Regions from separate parts of the Capsicum annuum genome. Here region 2 is linked to region 1. A link is a contact called in public Hi-C data. All regions are on one chromosome and are shown on one strand. The core of a region is the stretch at or near the end of the contact, and the rest is flanking DNA. Distances in the headings are between cores, read along the strand shown. Region 1 holds the start of LOC107863534 (putative kinase-like protein TMKL1). Region 2 overlaps LOC107863533.

The links. A called contact is a pair of places that touch in the nucleus more often than the background predicts.
Region 2: a contact with region 1 is called in a Hi-C map of leaf, with 3 times the contacts expected there. The contact joins the enhancer-like site here to the promoter of LOC107863534 in region 1. A contact is called at or near these places in 3 of 5 Hi-C or Micro-C datasets (leaf and placenta).

The regions. Positions count from the first base shown.
Region 1 is chr3:177,441,580-177,447,775 of UCD10Xv1.1, reverse strand. It overlaps LOC107863534 (putative kinase-like protein TMKL1), which reads left to right and starts at 2,237. Exons shown (of 2, transcript XM_016709487.2): 1 at 2,237-3,045; 2 at 4,548-5,928. The coding sequence starts at 2,559. The coding sequence ends at 5,137.
Region 2 is chr3:177,523,593-177,529,788 of UCD10Xv1.1, reverse strand. LOC107863533 reads left to right here. Exons shown (of 39, transcript XM_047408466.1): 39 at 59-714. The coding sequence ends at 289. Among protein-coding and RNA genes, the nearest start is that of LOC107863533, 40 kb to the left of the region's middle. Within about 2 kb of position 2,933, at least 1 of the 5 cell types and tissues checked has an H3K27ac peak or open chromatin away from gene starts, as enhancers often do. A contact at or near this core is called in leaf, where this site is marked.

The DNA.
Region 1 (6,196 bases), core at 988-3,487:
CTGACCCTTGCTTTAATCGAGTTAAATTAAGCCAAATTGAATTAAATTTTAATCAAAAGCAAACCAAACTGAGGCGAACTAAATATAGGTGAGCCAAATCAAGTCCGGAGCCTGCTCAAACTTGTTGCCCAGGCCTAGTAACAAGTATGAAATGGACTAGATTAACTCGATACCATAACCATCAGAGTTGCCATAGTGGTTCAACGCTACGTCCCTTAAGCAAGAGGTCGGGGGTTCGATCCCCGCCCCTGACGAATGGAGCAAACTCTGTGGCCAGTTTCCTACCATAAAATGCGCTGAAGGAACGGAGGATTAGATTTACTGGTGCCGGCTGTGGGATACCTCAACAACCGAAAAAAAAAAAAACTCTATACCATATACTATATATTATATAATAATAAAGTTATTTAGTTCTTCCTAATTATTACTCCATCCGATGATAGAGTTAACTTTCTCACTAAGTAGTATCAAAATATAAAAAAATAAATCCACACAAAAGTTAAATGGAATCAATGTATAGTATATATACATCAAAAGGTTGATCTTAATTGACATCACTTGAATATATGTTGGCTCCGCTACATATTCTGTGAGTTATACTTTATTTGACTCGATATAAAATTTTTTTAAAAAAAACTTTTAGAACTTCTTGAAAAACGTATATTGCGTGATAATGATTTTTCAAACTTGTGATTTCAAATATATCATGATATTTATGTGACTAAGAATTTTCACTAAGAAAATATAAAAAATGAAATAATAAGGAAATAGGGTCAAATATAGTGAAATGGAAGGAGTATATATACTCTGTATATTTAATTTGTGTGTCTTACTTTAATTGGATATAAATATTAAGAAAGTACAAGAGACTTTATATATATATATATATATATATATATATATATATATATTGAATTATGTGATATTAAACATTTGTAATGACACACTAAATATTAACACTATGAAATTTATAAGAAAATAAAATAAAAAATAAGATGTGATTTTGGAGAAATAAGGTACCCTATTTTGGTGAGGATATGGAGGAATGGCGAGTCAATTAATACAAGAACATAATAGAGCGTATTACTACTATGATAACGCCAATGAGCAAAGAGCTGACAGTTGTCGTGTTTATTTTTGATCGAGAGTATTTTTGTAATTTTTTTTAAATTTATTTTTAAATTTATTATATATTTAAAAATTACGTAAAAAATATTATAAATTTTAACAATTTAAATTATTTAAAGACACATAACATTTTTGATTGACTCAAAATTTTATCAATGCATCTTAAATTGAGATAGATGAAGTTATATATTATTTTAAAATATCGTAAAAAGTAATATAAATCACAAGAACCAATAAATTTAAAGGTTGTACAGAAAATTGGTTTGACTTTTAAAATTCAATCAATGTCATATAAATTGGAAAATTACTTAGAATGTGTTATAAAATCATACTCTCTCCATTTAAAAAAGAATAACCACTTTCTATTCTTTTTCTTTTTAAACAACTTTTTAATTCTAACTTTTCACGTGACATATTTAAGACCATTAGATTGAAGGAAATTTTGGTACATTTGACATATCTTTAATTTAAGATCACAAGATTCAAAAGTTTTCTTTATTTTTCTTAAATTTCATGCGAAGTTAAACTAGACCATTCTTTTTGAAACGGAGGAAGTAATAATTAACAACTTAAAACATCTAAAAATTATATAACAAATTTGATTGACTTTCTCAAATATTTCATCAGTACCACATAAATTGAGACAAAAAGAACGTACTATAAATCAATAATTAACATCTTAAAATATTTAAAAATCATACAAAAAACTTGATTGACTTTTTAAATTTTATCTGCCATATAAATTGGGATAAAAATAACATGTATTAGGTCGGTGCTAGCACGTGCTCTAATATCTAGTATAATAAATAATAGTTGTTTGGTCTTTTTTTTAATATGTTAAAAAAAGAATGATGTTTTCCTCTTTAACTTTTTTTTTTTTAAATTTTAATTTTTTATATGACATATTTAAAATTATAAAATTTAAAAATATTTTAATATATTTGATTTGCCATATATCTTTAATTTAAAATTATAAAAATTTAATTTTTTTTTTAAAACTTTTTTAAACTTAGTACCCAATCAAAAGAGGTAAATCAATTTAAAGGAATAGGGTAATAACCATGAGATGTGATGAAGAAAAGAATTGTTTCCATATAATAGACACATGCCTCCATATGTGTACTCTTTCTCTTGCCAACTCCCCTCTTCTGACTTGTTCGCTTTCTCTCTCTCTTTTCCCCTCTGTCTGCGGCAACTTTCTTTCAAAGCCAAAGTCCTCTTCCTGATTTTGTTTCCCCACAATCTCCGCAAGCCCCCCTTTAGATTTCTTCTCTTTCCATTTCCATGAACAATCATTACATTCCCCTTTCACACATTTTCAATACTTGCCCCTTCTAACCAAATCTTGAATCTTCCTTTATTTTTTCCTTCAAAATGTCATAAAATTTTCAATCTTTTTCAGCAGTGTCAGACCCTTTTCATTAAAGAAAATGGAACATAAGCATATGCTCATACTTATTACACTATCAAGCTCATTAACTGCAATAACAGTTTTCTTGGTAGTGATCTATTTATGTACGAAAAAAAGAAGGGAAACTGTTTCTAGAGATGTAGAAGCTAGTTTTGAGGTTAAAGAAAGAGATGGGGTTGAAAAAGATTTGTTAATAAAGTTTCAAGATGGTGAAGATCTTACTGTGTATGACATCTTGGATGCTCCTGGAGAAGTTATAGGGAAATCAAGTTATGGGACTTTATACAGGGCTACTTTGTTGAGTATTGATAGGCTTACATTGTTGAGATTCTTGAGACCAGCTTGTACTGTGACAATGAAAGAAGTGGTGCCTGTTATGGAGCTTTTGGGGTCTTTAAGGCATCCTAATTTGGTGCCTTTGTGTGCATTTTATGCAGGGCCAAGAGGAGAGAAATTGATGGTACATCCTTTTTATCGACATGGCACTTTAGCTCAATTGATTAGAGGTATGGCTCTTGCTTCTTGCTTTGTTGCATTGTATGGCATTCATCTCATGTGCCTCTGCTCTATGGTTTTCAATTGAACCTAATGTATATGGTAAAAGAATTACTAAAATATCAACAAGTGTTAAAATTGTGATCCCATAATTTTAAAACTCAAAGACTTCACTGCTAACAATGTTTTAGCCTATTGGCAACCAAGTGTGTGACCTAATGGTCAATAAAGTGGGTTGAGGAGGAGCATGAGGTCTTATGATCAAATCTCAGTAGAGGTATAAGGTGTGTGCAAAGTGGCTCAAAAATCAGGATTATAAAAAAAAGCTAATCTTTGGGTAGTGGTATAGTCTGCGTACACTCTGTCCTCCTCACCTATGTAGGAATAAACTGGGTATGCTGTTGTATAAAAAAAGCTAATCTTTAAGCCTATGTGTGGTGTGCATTCAAAGAAGTTTCTTGTCTTGGAAATAGAATAAGAAAAGAGTAGATTAGTCGTTTAAAAGAGTTGTAACATCTGGCAGGAGATGCTTGATTTCCACAGCTTGAAAAACATTTCAATTTTCTGTTTTCTTCTACTATTAGTTAATATACTACAAAATCTTCAGGGCAAAAATGGGGGATCTTGATTTTGCCATTTGGTGCCTTGGAAAGAGTCCCTGTCAATCATTTTCTCACAACTGGAATGAGTAATTTACTTTATCTTCCCTTTTGAAGGGACTTCAATTATTAGATATCTATATGCGGTTTGAATCAAGATATTAGTGCACTGACCTTTTATTAAGTTGGTTTAAATATTTGGTACTTTGATTGTTTCCTTTTCTCTTCACCTTTTTTGGTGACATCTCAACAATCAGTGTTTCTGAATCTGAAAAGCATAGATGGAACTTGACTTTCTTCCTTTTTTTTTCCTCCTAGTTTTTTTTTAAAAATATTTTAGCCGTGATACTATTATATTTCTCCATAATTATCGTTTTCTTGGGTCCCTGGAAATGTTTGTTTGCATTGAAAAAGTTTGCTTTCTGGATTTAGGAGGAATTTGTTTTCTTCTTATTTAAAAACCTACACATGCAGGGGCGGACCTACACATCAACTTTGGGTGCTCCGGCACCCACTAAACTCGACGCGGAATAGGTATAATTACATAAAAAATATACGAAAATGGGTATAAATTATATAAAAGCACCACTAAACAAGAAGTTGGTTAGGTGCACGTGATTTTTTATTTTTTTTCTGTAGTAAGCACCCACTTTTCTTAAATCCTGAGTTCGCCACTGTACACATGTGCAGTGTAATAGTTTCAACAAATCTTGCCTTAAATTTTAGTTAGTTTCCTTTGTCATTTTAGAACCTAATCGTAGGCACTTTGTCCAATCTATAGTTTCATTAATTTCTAATCGTGTTAAAGTTGAATCACTCTCATGTCTCAAATATACTAATGTATTAGGTTCCATATATGTCTCAAGTATACAAATGCATTTTTGTTTTATAAATTAAATTGTCTAATGATACAGATGGGAACGGTGAGGCTCACAAATGGCACGTCATATGTAGGATCTCCATTGGCATTGCTCAAGGACTAGATTATCTTCACTCAGACTTGGAAATTCCCATTATCCATGGAAATCTCAAGTCGAATAATATACTTTTGGATCGACACTTCAGACCGTATGTGTCGGATTTTGGGTTGCATCTTCTCTTGAATCCAACTGCAGGCCAAGAAATGCTTGAAACTTCAGCAGCTCAGGGGTACAAAGCCCCTGAATTAATCAAGATGAAAGAAGTTAGCGAAGAAACTGACATTTACAGCCTTGGGATTATCTTGTTAGAGTTATTAACAGGGAAAGAACCACTCTACAAGAAACCAAATGTTGATAAGGATATTTATTTGCCTAATGCCATTCAAAGTGCAATTCTTGATCATAGAGTTGCGGATTTTTATCATCCGCAGATTCTGGTTAGCCAAACTGATGGCCAAAGGGCAGTTAATGAAGATCATGTTTATGAATTCCTTCAGCTTGCAGTGGCTTGTTGTTCTCCCTCACCTGCTCTTAGGCCTACTATAAAGCAGGTCCTCGACAAGCTTGAAGAGATTGGGAAGTAAAATGAACAGTCTTTCTGCGTCTGCTTGAAGCATGACTTGTTCTCTGACTGACTTGATCCACTCAATCGATATCGACATACTTTACGGTCATTATGAGCATGCTGCTGATGCTGATATAACCACACTGACTTCTTGTGAGGAAACTGCTTTTGGGGACATTTCTTATTTCCTTATGTGCTATCACTGCAAGAGAATGTTGGGAAGCTTATATCATTTGGCAACAACTATGAAGTTGGTGTTCAGTTTTTTTGGCAAAGCAGAAGTTTTCACCTCAAGAATCAGAAGCAAGTTTCTGGATCTTGAAGATTAGCTTCCAATATCATTCTCAAGCTTCGAATTGTTTTATTTTGCAGACTCACACTACTGACACTAGTCGCGTGGGTCTCACAAAAAAATGGACCCAAAGTGTAAGATTTGGGTCCACTTTTTCGTGACACCAAAGAAGCCTCACGCCACTAGGGGTTGATGGAGTAGGAAGTACACATTGCGATATGACCAAGATATTTGTAACATATAGTCGAAAGTTTAGAGTGACATTTAATTAGTTTATCCAACCAGTGTGATTAGTCTCAATTTCAGAGAAAATCTGGTGACAGTTGGAAGTTCCAAAGGATCCTTAAGATATAATCACACATCAACCGAGAGTACATATACCAGACAAATATTGTGAGCTGTTTTGTCTTTTTGGGGTTAAAAGCTTAAATATCACTTAGAGAAGACACTGTTTGAGCAATAAGACAAAGAAGAGCCAGTTGCCTATCATTGAAATTACTGATCTGCCAGTTTTGTCATTGCCCGAAAAGTCTTAACACCGTAAGATTTACATGCTAACAGTATAGATTTGATTACTGTATTGATGTTCTCCCTCTGTCTCCCAATGCACGTGCACATACTAGCACAAGAAAAATAAACTTGTATGGGTAATATATTTTCATCTGCATAATTTTTGATAGAGCGTAGCTTACTAGATAACATGGCCGTCAAAGAACATAATAACTGGCGAGTTGCATTAATAAGAAGATTAATGAAATCCTGTTATTTCGAGCATTGTGGTTTGTA
Region 2 (6,196 bases), core at 1,684-4,183, 81 kb before region 1:
CATAAAAACCGTATAGTTTTTGAAAAAGAGATTTTGACTGCTCACACCATATATGCAGGTGCTGATGCAAACTCGTAGTGAGAAGGTGCGTTCCCGAATGCTGGGGTTGAGAATTGTTAAGTATATGGTGGAGAATCTGAAAGAAGAATATCTGGTCTTATTGGCCGAGACCATTCCCTTCCTTGGGGAACTGCTTGAAGATGTTGAGCTTCCTGTCAAGTCTCTTGCACAAGAAATTCTCAAGGAGATGGAATTGATGAGTGGTGAAAGCTTACGGCAATATCTCTGAACTTAGTTGTGAAAATCTATAGAAGCCTCTCCCTCAACGGTGTGCACCTCAGGGATTTTGTCTTCCGACACCTTGTTTTGAAAGCTAAGGATCACCTTCCAGCAGTCTGCTCTACCTAGTCATGCATACTGAGGTATCAGGGAGCATATACATCACTTGTCAGGACCGGACGGTACCATATTTTCCCTACATAGAGTTGTGCACAGAGCTCGGAAATCTGAGAATGTTGGAGATAGTTTTGTAGCAGGTTATTTAGGACGTTTCTAGGATAGAATAGTCTCTTGTATAAGATGTATATACATGCTGTGGCCATATCTGCTTTACTCCTGTAGATGAGGCAATTTTGTTGAAAACTTAAGAGAATTGAGTATACTGCTGTTGTCAACAGTAAGTTTTTTTGATATATATATGTAAGTTCACAGGAAGAGAGATGTCTTTATTGTCTTCCCAGTCCAAAGCTGCTGCCTTTTCTACTTCACTAAGTTCAACGTAAACACATATTTGCAGTCTGCGTGGGTTGTTTCCCAATGTGCAAGATTCAATCATAATTTTATGTTAATTTAAATAACTACCATTTCTCAGTATTAATTTACTGTTCTTTTTCTTCCTATACGAAGCGATTTCACATTGTCTATCTTCCACCAAATTAAGCTTTAAGGTAAGATTATCTGTTGAACCTGCTATTCTATTACTATTCCAGGTGTCTGTTGGCTCATAATCAACATAAAGTTAATAGCGGAGTAACATAAAGTTGAACTGGAATATTATTGAATCATTAATTAATGGATTGTAAATGACATTCAAAATACTCTAATCTTGATTTAAGTACACTGATTAAGGTTTTTGATTATAGATGAATCATCGGAAAAGGCTCAAAAATACTTTTGGACTATCTGAAATTACTCAAAAATGCTCCTCGTTAGATTTTTGGTTAAAAAATACCCCTCCATATAACGGAATTCGGAAAAGGATAAAAAATATTCCTGAACTATTTGAAATGGCTAAAAAATATCCCTCTGTTAAATATTTGGCTCAAAAATCTCTTCCTTTAACGAAATTCCACCAAGCATGTCACCTAAATAAAAAAAATCACGTGACTATGCCACATTATAATTCACATGTAAAATGTTAGTATTTTTTAATTATATGACATTCATTCTTCTTTATTTTTATTTTTATTTTTTTGCAAAGCAGTGAAACGAAAAAACCAAAGAACCAATCTTTTGCTAATTACTTCGTTAGTGTTATAAAAGTTCTAGATTTCACCTTTTCATTAGTGTTTTAAAAGTTCTAAATTTCATCTTGTTATTGTCGTTTGGGATGAGGGGCTTGATCTTGATCTGATGTTGACTCGGAGGAGGAGCTAGAATTTTAACTTTTAAGCTAGCTAATGTTGATGTACTAATAATTGAGTTGAATTTACTACATGCAAATTCTTTTTCAAAATAAATGAATTCCTTTTAACACTTGTTTAATCATTCGAAATGAATTCATTTTTCTAAATTTAGTTTTGATGAATAATCTTATTATTTTTAGAACAAGTTTGAAAAGAAGTAAAATGATACTTAATATTGATAAATTATTCTTTAATTATGTCATTCATTAACTTTTTGAAGATGTGTGCCACATTCAAAGATTCATTAATTTTAGATTAGAGGAGGTATTTATTAAATTATTTTAACATAAACATTTTGAGTAAAAGCTAGCAAAGCCAAACACATCTTTTGAGTAACTAATTTGAAGTTTAGTTTGAAATTTGTTACTTTTACGAGTAAATCTTAATTTTAACTTTTATACTGGTCTAATAATTAATGGGTTTATCAGTTTAATAAGACTCTTTTGTTGGATTTCACACTTTTAAATCTATTAACAAAAAAAGACTTGTTTTTTAGATGATCAAAGGAATTTAATAATAGCGATGTTACATTTAATAATTTTTTTTTAAAAAAATATTATGTAACCACCATTTGTCTACTTTGATTAAAAATTTAAAAGCAGTGTAAGTTTTGTCCGTTTCACTAACGTTTTTCAATAAAAATAAAAATAAAGAAGAAAGAAATGTCATATAATTAAAAAATACTAACATTTTATATGTGAATGGTAATGTGGCATAGTCACGTAGTTTTTTTTTTATCTAGGTGGCATGCTTGGTGAAATTTCGTTAAGGGGAGGGGTATTTTTTAGCCAAATATTTAACAGAGGGGTATTTTTGAGTCATTTCAGATAGTTCAGGGGCATTTTTGATCCTTTTCCGAATTTCGTTAGAGGAAAGGGTATTTTTGAACCAAATATTTAACGGAGGGGTATTTTTGAGCCAAAAATCTAATGAGGGGCATTTTTAAGCTATTTCAGATAGTTCAGGGATATTTTTGAGTCTTTTTCGTTGAATCATTAATTAATGATACTTTGCACTTCACCCGATTGAAAGCGAAATGATTTACTTCAACACCAAAAAGGAAGAAACAAATTTGATAAAAAACCTATTCTTTCGTGAGAATAAGTTCTAAGTTCTCGTACTAATTTAATGGATGATAAATAAAGAATTACAATTACTGTTATTCCAAAGATTCATACAGTTCAAATTCTGGTAGTCATGTTAATGTGCATTTGCTATTTTTTGTTCACAAGAATTTTTTGGGTGATACTTTATCTCTCAATATGGGATTTTGCAACATAAATTCAATTTAATTGGACTCTAATATAAATATTGAATATAAAGTTAGAAACGAAAGCAAATTGACCACTCAAACGCATATAGCTAATTAATGGTAAACAATACCTTTGAGGCTTTGACTACCTATTCATATTTGTTTCGTTGCAATTCAAAGCTTTAGTCATTTTAACGAATAAAAAAAAACCATTAATAATTTTAAAATTAAGTGCATTGATAACTTCCTCTGTGACAGACATCCTTTAACTTGACATTGTGTTTAAGAAAAAAAAAGAATTTTAAAATCTTGTGGCCTAAAATAACCGTTGAACATTTGTATGATTATAAATTATTTCACTAAAAATAAAATAGAATTTAAAATTATTATATTTACTTATAATAAGATGACATTGTTTTTTAAATAGATAAAAAAGAAAAGAGTGTGACACAGAGGAGGGATAAAAAAGAGAGTTGAATAGTATGTTGGGAAAGAGGCAAGGGCACAATTAAAATGTCCGACAGGGTAGCATCGGAAGAATACTCAAGTCTAAACTTTTCCTTTTAATTTGAACCAAGAGGAGACAAACAAATTCAAGTAAAATAAAGTAATGACAACAAATAAATCACCATACAAATACGATAAGTCGAGAATAAAGACAATCACACAAGACACCAAATTTACGTGAAAATTTTTTAGTTGTGAAGAGTAAAAAAATCACGGGACCAAAACCTCTATTATAATCACCAAGAGTTACAATATTGTCCTCCAAAATGGCCACCAAACAAGTGCCAAACAATAAGTAACAATACAATAAAATAACACCAAAATAAGAGAATAAAAAGGAGCACAAACACCAAAATATAGCTGCTGTTTGGGAATAAAAAATAGGAGATACAGGCCATCAAATTCACCCCGTCAGTTCCTAATCAAACATGGAGATGAGAGAAATAAGCAGTCCAAAAATCAACTTAATCGGACATGAAACAAAGCGGAAATCGCAATTTGAAGTTGACAACTGTGACTGAAAAATTTAGGCAAAAATCTGCACTCTTTTTCTCTTTTGTGGCTGCTAAAACTCTCTTTTGTAATGGTGAAATAAGAACTAAAAAGATCTATATATATGCCTCATAGTCTTGGGCATAAGCTCACCTTCTGTAGTAGATAGAGCAATACATTTTTGCAACCTGAATTGCCAAAACACAACTCCCCCTGCAAAAGTAACCAAATAACCTAAAGTAGACTTGTGAGTATCAACATCACCAACCATATTTGAATCTGTATAACCATAAAGAATAGGCTTCCCAGTACCAAAACACAAACTCAGACTAGAAGTACCACAGACATATCTCATAATCCGCTTCACAATAATCCAATATTCTCTTCCCAAATTAGAAAGAAAACGTCTAACAATACCAACAACATGAGCAATATCTGATCTTGTACAAACCATTGCATACATCAAACTATCAATAACTGAAGCATAAGGAACTTTCTTCATATCTTCCTTCTCATCATCACTGGAAGGACACTGCTTCGTACTCAATTTGAAGTGCATAGCTAAAGGTTTACTGACAACCTTAGCCTTATCCATGTCGAACCTTCAAAGTACAGTCTGAATGTAATTCTCTTGTGATAATCACAACTTCTTGGCCTTTCTTTCACGGACAATGTGCATGCCAAGAGTCTGCCTTGCTGGTCCCAAATATTTCATAGAAAAAGACTTACTCAACTCTTGCTTCAACTTTTGAATTCTACAAGCATTCTGACCAACAATAAGCATGTCATCAACATAAATCAACACAATAATAAAGTCACCATCAGAGAATTTTTGTACAAAAACACAATGGTCTGAAGTAGTCTTCTTGAAGTCCTAATGACTCATAAAGAAACCAAACTTTCTTTACTATTGGCTGGGAGCTTGTTTCAAACCATACAAGCTCTTCTTCAATTTACAAATATAATTATCTTTTCTCTTGACTTCAAAATCTTCGGATTGCTCCATATAAATTTCCTCATCTAAGTCACCATGGAGAAAAGCAGTTTTAGAATTCATTTGCTCAACCTCTCTAAATCTAGACTTGCAGCTAAGCCTAGAACCACACGAAAGGACAACATCTTCACAACTGGAGAGAATATCTCATCAAAATCAACTCTTTTTTTCTGGTTAAATCCCTTCACAATCAATCTAGCCTTGTACCGTGGAATTGGATTACCATCTTCATGTTTAACCTGAAAAACCCACCTATTTTTTAAAGCTTTTCTGTCTTTAGACAGCTTAACTAAATCAAAAATATGATTATCATGCAAAAATTTAATCTCATCTTCCATAACATCAAACCACTTTTTTTTTCTTCACTTTCCATGGCTTCATCAAGACTACCAGGTTCTCCCCCGTCAGTCAAGAGTACATACTCGCTGGGAGAATAACGTGATAAAGGTATTCTCTCTTTGGTAGATCATCTGAGAGAACTTTCTGGAGCATCAACAACTGGTTGCTGATCAACTATATCAACGTGCACTGGAGCATCAACAACATCATGCTGGTTATTCTGGACATATTCATTATCTTCATTATCAACTTGATTTTCATCATCATGAAGATTTTCTTCAGGAGCAATAGTCAAAGGAACTAGATCAACATCAACTAGGCTCTCACTACTTTGAGAATCAACCTTCTCAGCCTTGTCAAAATCTTTAATTGTTTGGTCTTCAAAGAACATAACATCACGACTTCTAACAAGTTTCTTATCAACTGGATCATAAAAACGATGGCCAGATTCATCTTGACCATAATCAATGAAGATACACTGCCTAGTTTTAACATCTAACTTTGATCTTTCATCCTCACAAAAGCTTTACAACCAAAGACTCTAAGATGATCATAAGAAATATTCTTACCAGATCAAACTCTGTCAGGGACATCACCATCCAAAACAACAGTAGGAGATAAATTAATAACCTAAGCAGCAGTATTAAGTGCTTCTTCCTAAAAAAAATCTATCATCTTAGCATCCGAAAGCATGCATCTAACCCTCTCAACTAGAGTTCTGTTTATCCTCACTGCTAAACCATTCAACTGAGGAGTTTTTAGAAGAGTTTTTTGATGCTGAATATCCTGCTCTCTGCAATATTTATCAAAATGACCAATATACATACCACTATTATCTAAATAGATGTATTTCAATTTTTTCCCTGTCTGTCTTTCAACCAAGGCCTGAAAACCCTCGAACATATTAAGTACTTGATCCTTGGACTT